Linked DNA regions of Mus musculus: regions 2 and 3 are each linked to region 1. The links are chromatin contacts, called in public HiChIP or PLAC-seq maps. All regions are on one chromosome and are shown on one strand. The core of a region is the stretch at or near the end of the contact, and the rest is flanking DNA. Distances in the headings are between cores, read along the strand shown.

The links. HiChIP or PLAC-seq counts read pairs in DNA pulled down with a chosen protein or histone mark.
Region 2: a contact with region 1 is called in an H3K27ac HiChIP or PLAC-seq map of microglia, with 6 times the contacts expected there. The contact joins the promoter of Cnfn here to the promoter of Dmac2 in region 1. A contact is called at or near these places in 2 of 39 promoter capture datasets (liver and neural stem cells), 4 of 115 datasets of contacts at active chromatin or transcription factors (embryonic stem cells, kidney and microglia) and 3 of 9 other capture datasets (adipose tissue, embryonic stem cells and pancreatic islet).
Region 3: a contact with region 1 is called in an HNF4G HiChIP or PLAC-seq map of pancreatic cancer cells. The contact joins the enhancer-like site here to the promoter of Dmac2 in region 1. A contact is called at or near these places in 16 of 39 promoter capture datasets (the 3T3-L1 cell line, the C10 cell line, the HPC-7 cell line and 11 more), 5 of 15 datasets of contacts at CTCF or cohesin (CD8 T cells, embryonic stem cells, hippocampal excitatory neurons and 2 more), 151 of 484 Hi-C or Micro-C datasets (the 63-12 cell line, 8-cell embryo, the AML12 cell line and 90 more), 39 of 115 datasets of contacts at active chromatin or transcription factors (the 230-238 cell line, CD8 T cells, the HPC-7 cell line and 22 more) and 5 of 9 other capture datasets (adipose tissue, embryonic stem cells, embryonic tail and 2 more).

The regions. Positions count from the first base shown.
Region 1 is chr7:25,618,149-25,620,678 of GRCm38.p6, forward strand. Dmac2 (distal membrane arm assembly complex 2) reads left to right here and starts at 1,266. Exons shown (of 6, transcript NM_001290487.1): 1 at 1,266-1,312. The coding sequence starts at 1,295. It overlaps Gm38969 (a long non-coding RNA gene), which reads right to left and starts at 1,513. Exons shown (of 2, transcript XR_881901.3): 1 at 1,287-1,513; 2 at 520-837.
Region 2 is chr7:25,368,461-25,370,990 of GRCm38.p6, forward strand. It overlaps Cnfn (cornifelin), which reads right to left and starts at 1,264. Exons shown (of 4, transcript NM_001081375.1): 1 at 1,205-1,264; 2 at 1-16. The coding sequence starts at 14.
Region 3 is chr7:25,429,016-25,431,545 of GRCm38.p6, forward strand. The region is part of intron 4 of 4732471J01Rik (RIKEN cDNA 4732471J01 gene); the gene reads left to right. Among named protein-coding and RNA genes, the nearest start is that of Cxcl17, 17 kb to the left of the region's middle. Within about 2 kb of position 1,261, at least 53 of the 459 cell types and tissues checked have an H3K27ac peak or open chromatin away from gene starts, as enhancers often do. A contact at or near this core is called in the 63-12 cell line, CD8 T cells, colorectal tumor organoids and 4 more, where this site is marked.

The DNA.
Region 1 (2,530 bases), core at 16-2,515:
TCAAGTCTCCACCTCTCTGCAAGCTGACAAAGACCTCAGGCTTTTTGTACAGGCTGTTACCTCTGCCTGAACACCTTTATCCAAGCCTTGGGGTAGGTGACTCTCCTGTCACTCATTGCAGTTAAATGCACCTGCTCTACAGACCTTCACTGCTGCCCTATACCCCGCCACACCCTAATATATTGCCCGTTTTTACCTACTTTTTTTTATCAAACACTAGTTTTAATTTTGTGTTCATTTCTTACCTATTGTCTTTCTACCTAGAATGATGACTACCTAAGAAAAGGGCTGTTAGTGCGACCCCAGCACCCACTGCGAGTGCTCAGCAAACATGAATGAATGAATGAATGAAGAGAATCCACCAAGAGTTCACACTGAGGGCTGTGGATGTGGCTCAGTTGGTAAAGAGCTAGCCTAGCATGAAGGAGGTCTGAGGTTTAGTCCCCAGCACCTCATAAACTTCTGTCCACAGCACAAGTGTGCCTGCACTCATATACATAAAACACATACACACATTAATGATAAATATACGCTTTTAATTGAAAAAAGTTCATGGCAAATATACCATACATGAGAGACTTTATGTAAAAGTAATAACTCTCTTAATAAGTATAGATGTGAACTCCAAACTAAAGATAGTCTCTTATACTCAAGTCTAATCTGCCTCTACCTCATCGCTGAGGAGAGACGTCTCAGTGGCAGTTAAGAGCACTGACTACTCCTTCAGAAGATCTGGGTTCAATTCTCAGCACACACACACGGGGGCTGCCAACTCCAATTCCAGGGATCCAGCGTCCTCGTCTGGTCTCCAAGGCATTGAACACACGTGGTGTAGAGCTACATGCACACACAGAGAAAATAAAATTTAAAAACCTAATAATAGGGTAGCAAAGTAGCTCCGTGGGTAAAGGTGCTTGCTGTGCAAGCCAGTGGATCTCAGTTCGCTTCCTGGACCCAGACTCGGCTCATCTCTACACCTGCGCCGCGGAATGTCACGCGTGTATACGCACAATAACAATAAATAAAAAATCATAATCAGTCGTACTGATTCTGCTGTAGAGATATCGGGTGTAAACTGAAAAACCAATGAACGCAAGAGAATTGCGACCGCACTCGGGGGTGGGGTGGAGTGGGAGGAGTAGATCCTTTACAGGAAAGACCGTCTCCTCCGCACGCGCGCCTTTAAAAGGCGGGCTAAAACAGAAGGGGGCGTGGCCACACGCGTGGCCCTTGGTGTCTGAACCACGTGTTAGGAGGGAACGTCCTGCCTCTTCTGTTTACGTTACCTGGCAAGATGGCGGCGCCCAGAGCGGTAGGTGACCGCAGCGTCCGCGTCCCGGAACTATGGTTCACTTTGTAGCTCGGTTCTCGAGACCTCTCTCAGCCTCCTGGGAAACAAAAGTCTGCGGAAACAGAGCGTCTCCTGCCGGACCTCGCTCGGGAGACGCCGTCTGGGGCTGCCGAGGGCCACAGAGAGTCTCGAGTCGCTTGATAGAGAAACCAATGGGATGAGGGTGGCTTAGCCAATCAGCGGAGTAGGACAGCTCTTCCTGGGGGGAAAGGACGGGATAAGGGTTTGGAGGTGATGTAGAACTAATGATGCTTTTGCGCGAAATTCCTGGGGGGAATTTAAGGATCTTGTAATCCCAGTATTTGGGAGGTGGAGGCAGCAGGATCAGGAGTTCAAGGTTATCCTTTTGTGTATCAAGTTGGAGGGCAGGCAGGGCAACGTAAAATCCTGCCTGTAAATAAATAACTAAACCTTAATAGGAAACAAACAAAAATCAAAGAACAGGGTGTGCAGGCGGGAGCCAGGAAGTTAATTTGGAGGTCCGAGGAAGAACCTGAGGGGGATTCCTAGAGCTTCGTTAACCTGGAGAATGTATTTAGTAGTAGAGTATTTTGTTGGTACTCATTGCCGTGGGTTCCATTTCCAGCGCTACCTGTAAAGGTGAAGGTTACGTGGACAGGATGGCAAAGAAATCAGCCATTTGGCAAAATCCTAGGGAGAACTGGGTAAAATTTGGGCTGGGGAAATGGTTCATTATTGAAGCACATGTGCTTGAGGCATGAAGGCCAGAGTTGGTAGAAGCGGGGCATGTCTGCTCACCTGGAATCCCAGCACTCTGGAGGTAAAGACAGTTGATTCCTCAAGCAAACCCACTGGCTGGGCTACCTGAGTTGGGGTGCTGCAGGTACAAGTGAGAGACCCTGCCTTGATCTATAAAGCCAGGGGCAATTGAGGAAGACAGCTGGCCTCCATACATGGGCACATTCGTGCAAGGACACCTACACATTTGAATGCACACTATGCACGTACGTATTCCACCACCACCACCCCAACCCCCAGGAGTGAACTGGTGAGAAATGAAAGTATAATGGTAGTTTGGGAAAAAAAAATAAGGACTTGGTGGGAAATTAGAAGAACCTGAGAAAACCAAGACTGGCTGCATTCAAGAATGAATTTATGGTTGGTTAAATGGAAGACTTTGGAGAAATGTTTTGAATCCCAAAGGTTAAGGATTGAGGA
Region 2 (2,530 bases), core at 14-2,513, 250 kb before region 1:
ACTGGATATGACATGGCTGTGGAGGTAAGAGAAGGGGGATCAACAGGCATCCTGGCAGGACCTTCTGAGCCGCGCCACCCCTGCCGCCCTTCCTTCTGCCGGGCAGTCTGGGCAGGCCACCTGGCCGCCCACTAGAGGAAACATCACTGTACCTCCTCCCCATTCCTATCTGTCACATTTGGTCATCAACACCCCTAGTCTGTCTCTGCTGCTGTTGCCAACTACACATCTGGTTGAGCCAAAGTCAGGAGGGAAAGTGGGCACCACAGCTGGGCAGAGCCTCGACTTGGCTACACATACCACCACCTCCTCCTCCATGACTGGGCTCCAACATTTCCTGGGGCCTCTGGGGTAGAAGCAAGTGCCATTTGTTTTCGAAGCCAGGGTGCCCAGGGTAGGGAGGCAGCCAGGTTCCTGGCACCTAGAGGGTTGCTGGTGCATTCAGTGACCCCACCTTTGCCTTTCACGTGGTCGTGCATCTCAAACTGCATCTTGCTGGCCCTGAGGAGGTGGCTGCTGTGTGAACGGCTGCAGGGGACGGCTACGGCAACAGCAATGTAGTCTGTCCAAGGGATGCTGGATACTAGGCAGGGGAGGGCAAGGGACTAGGGCACTGGGGGAGACGAACTCTCAGGGGGGGAAGGGAGCTGAAGAGAAAGAGGCCAAGTTAACCTGTTGGCTGGGATGGCTAGGTGGGCGAACTACTCGCCCATCGTTTTAACAGCTGCCCGACAGACCCCAGAGGACCCTTCTTGGAGCAGAGGCAGAGTTGGAGAGAGACAAATCCTTGTCTAGGGAGAGCAAAGGCAGCCAGGAATGGCAGAGACAGATGGGAAAGAACTCTGAGCCAGGTGCTCGCAGAGACACTGTGAGACAGCCACAAGCGTGGAACATGGTACCTCTACAAGCTGATTTTACAGAGGGCTATAGGCTCAGAGACAGAAGAGAAATGCCTGATGATGGACCCATCCAAACAGGCTCTGAGACTGGGTGCTGGGCCCCAGAATTTCTAAATCCAACTCTGTACCAGTCAGGTTGGAAAGGTGAGACTGGGGAAGTGAAGCGTTGAGAAAGAGTAAGATGATCCCAGTCAGCGGCAGTCAGTCAGAGGCAGTCAGGGAGACAGAGCTGTGAGCCAGATAGGCAGAGAACCGAGCGGAGGTGCCTGCCAGAGAGCAGGGACTTAGGGAGGAGATGGTCCTACCTGCAGATCCACGTGAGGGGATGGAGATAGAGGTTCTTGGTGACAGCAGACACTAAGTTCTCAGTGTGAGGCCAGGAGCTGCTTATATGGGCCAGGCCACACAGCCCTGGGCGGGGCTCTGACAGAGATGCCAAGGGAGACTAGCCGGTCTGCCTGACCCTCTTCCCTTCCCCCTGGATTTTCCATCCTCCCTCTCCTCTCTGTTCCCCACACCCCACTTCCCCTCTTGTCTCATCTCTCAGGACTGAAGACCTGCGGCAGAGGTAGAAACAAGAGTGGGAAGAGATAGAAACAGAGTCAGAGATGGAGAATGTACAGGAAGAAGGAGACTGGGGAAGAGGGAGCAGGGACCCAGGGCAGGGGAGATAGGGAAGATGAGTGACTGGAGATGGGAATTGAGAGGATGGAGACAGGTAGACACAGATGTTGAGAGACAGAAAACTGCAAGATCTGGAGAGGCAGGGAGAGAGTGAGGGGTTAGGGAGGGATGCCTGGTGTGTTATACAGAGTGGGAGCGGGTTCCTCCCCAGTGTTCGGTTCAAGGCCCGGAGGCATGGGGTCAGTGGGGGACAGTCACGTGTTTTAGGGGGCGATTCATGTGAGGACCAAAGTAAATATTGCACCTCATCTCTGCTTCAAATGGGAAGGGAGGGGGCTGGGGACTGACAAGAAACCTGGGGGTTGTGTCTGGCCCCAGTTAACACCTGAGTGCGATGGGAGCAGAGATGGGGAGGTCTGGAATGTGAATCTGAGGGAGGAGGTATGGGACCTAGACTCCTGGGTCTGAAGGGGGAAAGCTGATACTGGAGTCTGAGAGAGGAGGCTGGGATCTGGAACCTGGGTCTGAGGGAAGAGTCTGGATCCATGAACTGAGGGAGGAGGGCTGGGGTTGAGACCTATGAGTCTGAGGGAGAAGGGCTGAGCCTGGGCCTCTTAATCTAAAAGAGGGTCTAGACTCTGGCGACCCTAGTCTAGGCTGTGTGTTCCTCGAGAGCTAGATCCAAATTCCCAATGAATTCCTCAGGGATTAAGGGACTGGGTCTTGGGTACTTGATTCACCAAAGTTTCCCCTCAACAGGCCTGACAGGGTTGTAGGTGACTCAGTAAGGAAGCGGCATTAGAGTTGGGTGGGGTTCCTACCATGGGTGTCACCCCCAAAATATAGGAGGCACCAGAAAATCGGGGTGTCAACTCTAGAAGAGGTTGTGTCACCATGCCACAGTGTGTGGGTATGAGGGGACAACAAATGGATCACCTGCCAGCCTGTGATCTGGACGGCCTATGACCACAGCTTTCTCCACATATCCAACACTCTGTCTCCTGGCA
Region 3 (2,530 bases), core at 11-2,510, 190 kb before region 1:
GAAGACTAAGGGAATTGAAGATAAGCTCAGAGGTAGAACACTTTGCTAGAGTGTGCTAGACCTTGGGTTCAATCACCAGGACTTCAAATCAAAAATCAAAGTAAAACAGAAATACCCACTACTAAAAATAACCTTTAAAGGCACGAAACAGGTAAATATGATATAGAACCTTAGGTTGGAGCTTGGTTCAGTAAAAGGTGGTGGCCCATGTCTTTGATCCCAGGACTCAGGAGGCAGAGGCAGGCAGATCTCTGTGAGTTCCAGGTCAGCCTGATGTAATAGGGAGTTCCTATCAAAGGCTACACAGAGACACACTGTCTCAAAAAAAAAAAAAAAGCTTCCAGATCATTTTAATTTCTTATCAAAGTTAAGAACTACTTATTTAAATTTAAGCTTGCTTAGTAATCCTTTTAAAAGCTAACTTAATTTTCTTAAGCTGCTGTTTATCCACATTTCCAGCTATTCCTGTAATCTATAGATCGAGTTCAGACTCCTTAGGGTGTCATTCATAGTCCTTCAGCATGGCTCCTTGGTCTGCAGTCAACCATGACTGACGCACATTTTATGTCCTGAAAGATTCCTGCCTTGCTGTTCAGCCTCCCAAATTTTTCATCCCAAGCCTTGTTTCAGATCCTGTCTTACTGTTGAAGTTTAGTATAATTATTTCCACTAGAGTTATCGTTGAATTCTGTGGATGCAATGGTGTGAAGTGGAAACAGGAGCTTCAGATTCCAAAATATTTGAATCTAGACTGGTTGTGGGGGTATACTCTGTGGGGGTATACTCTGGGAGGCAGAAACAGATGGAACTCTATTAGTTCAGGCCAGCCTAGTCTATATAGTGAGTTTTAGACTAGCCAGGGCTACATAATGAAGTTCTGTTTAAAGCATAGAAAGAAATTCATGAATATATGTGTGTATCTAAAGGCTGGTTCCATCTACAAGTTCTGAGGTAAGAGCTAACTGTGTGAGGATGAGTCATGGTGACCTATAGATGAGATACAAATGGAAAGGTCGCAGTACTAGACTCCTGTCTCTTCATTATTGTGGTTCAGTGGTCCCTAAAGGCATTTTGTAGGTTGTTACTCATGGTTTTATGGTTAAACTTGTTATCAATTTCCTGCATGGCCTTTAATATTTCTTTTTTGCTTGCTCATCACCAAAACAACAGACATTTTAGAATGGAATGGAATGCTTGGGACTTTAAGGAATCCATCCAACTGAGTTTTTTTTCTCTTTTCTTGAGTATGACTTAGTAAACAAATGACCTACTAAAAGGAGAATGTAACCCAACCTAGGGAGAAGGGAGGATGTAAGTTCCTAAGGGCCAGAGGGCCCACCTCTGCTTAGACAAACATGACAGCATAATTTCTAGGAAGCATAACTCCTTAATTGTCCTTAAATCCTGCGCCCTGCGTAGCAACTGTCCCAAGGTGAGTGAGTGTACATAAGTGAGTCAGCTCTCTCATGAATCCTTTCTGACTCCTCCACTCATCAGGTCTGTGAAAGTGAGGCCAAAGGGACAGGTGAGAAGGAAGTCAGATGCCAAGAGGCATAGAAAGGGACAGGTGGGGTTGCCAAGCATGGTTCAAGGCCGTTAAGCACTGGCTCTGGAGTCTCCACCTCTTTGTGATTGTTCCAGGAACTCTCCTGGTTTTTCTACTTCCTTATTGCATTTCTTCTTGGTGCATCCCTTTTATGGTCTGAGAAAGGCTGTGCAAATAGTTCACAAGACTGTCAACTTGTGACTTCTTATGTGGTCAGGGAATCTGGTCCTGCATTTTCCTAAAAAAAAAAAGTAACGATTCATAAACAGTAGGCTAAGGAAGTGCCTTGAAATTGTGCTAGGTGTTAGGAAGCAGGCGCCTATGTGAATATTGAGACAGAAAACAGCTTATGTTGGCTGTGTCCAATCTTAAAGTGTGTGTGTGTGTGTGTGTGTGTGTGTGGAGGGTGGGGGAGGTCAAAATCATTCTGGAAGGTGGATTTTGTTTGGGAGATCTCAGAAAAATTTAAGACAGCTTTTGCCCAGATTGAGTGCAGATGAAGTTAAATTATGGAGTTGGTCCATATCGGGCACATTACTTAACGCCCTTGTCCTTGACTTTTTTAGGTTGTAGAAATGGGCACGATTATAGACTCTTTTGAGAGGATAGCACTTCATGTAAAGCCTTAGATAATGGGTGCTGAGTGTGAGTGGTTGTGATCACGGGAGCAGGTAAAGGTGCTAGCCTGGGTATCTATTTTGGGATGGTTGCTTGCTTGCAGCAGGGTCCTGGCAGGGAAGCTGGAAGTGAAATGACCCAGGGAGGCAGGCATTCCGGGTCTCACTAGGTAGTTCTTGGAAAATAGCTTTGCGCAAAAGGAGTTTACAAGGGATGAGAAAGCAGTTATAATCTCCTGGAGGTCCAGGCATGGATCCTAAAATTACCTACGTTTTTGTCAAGCCTTGATACAGATTTCAGGGAATGCCCTGGGAAGAGCATTCATCTGCCTAAGATAGTTCCTTATGAAAAGGCCAGAGTCATTAT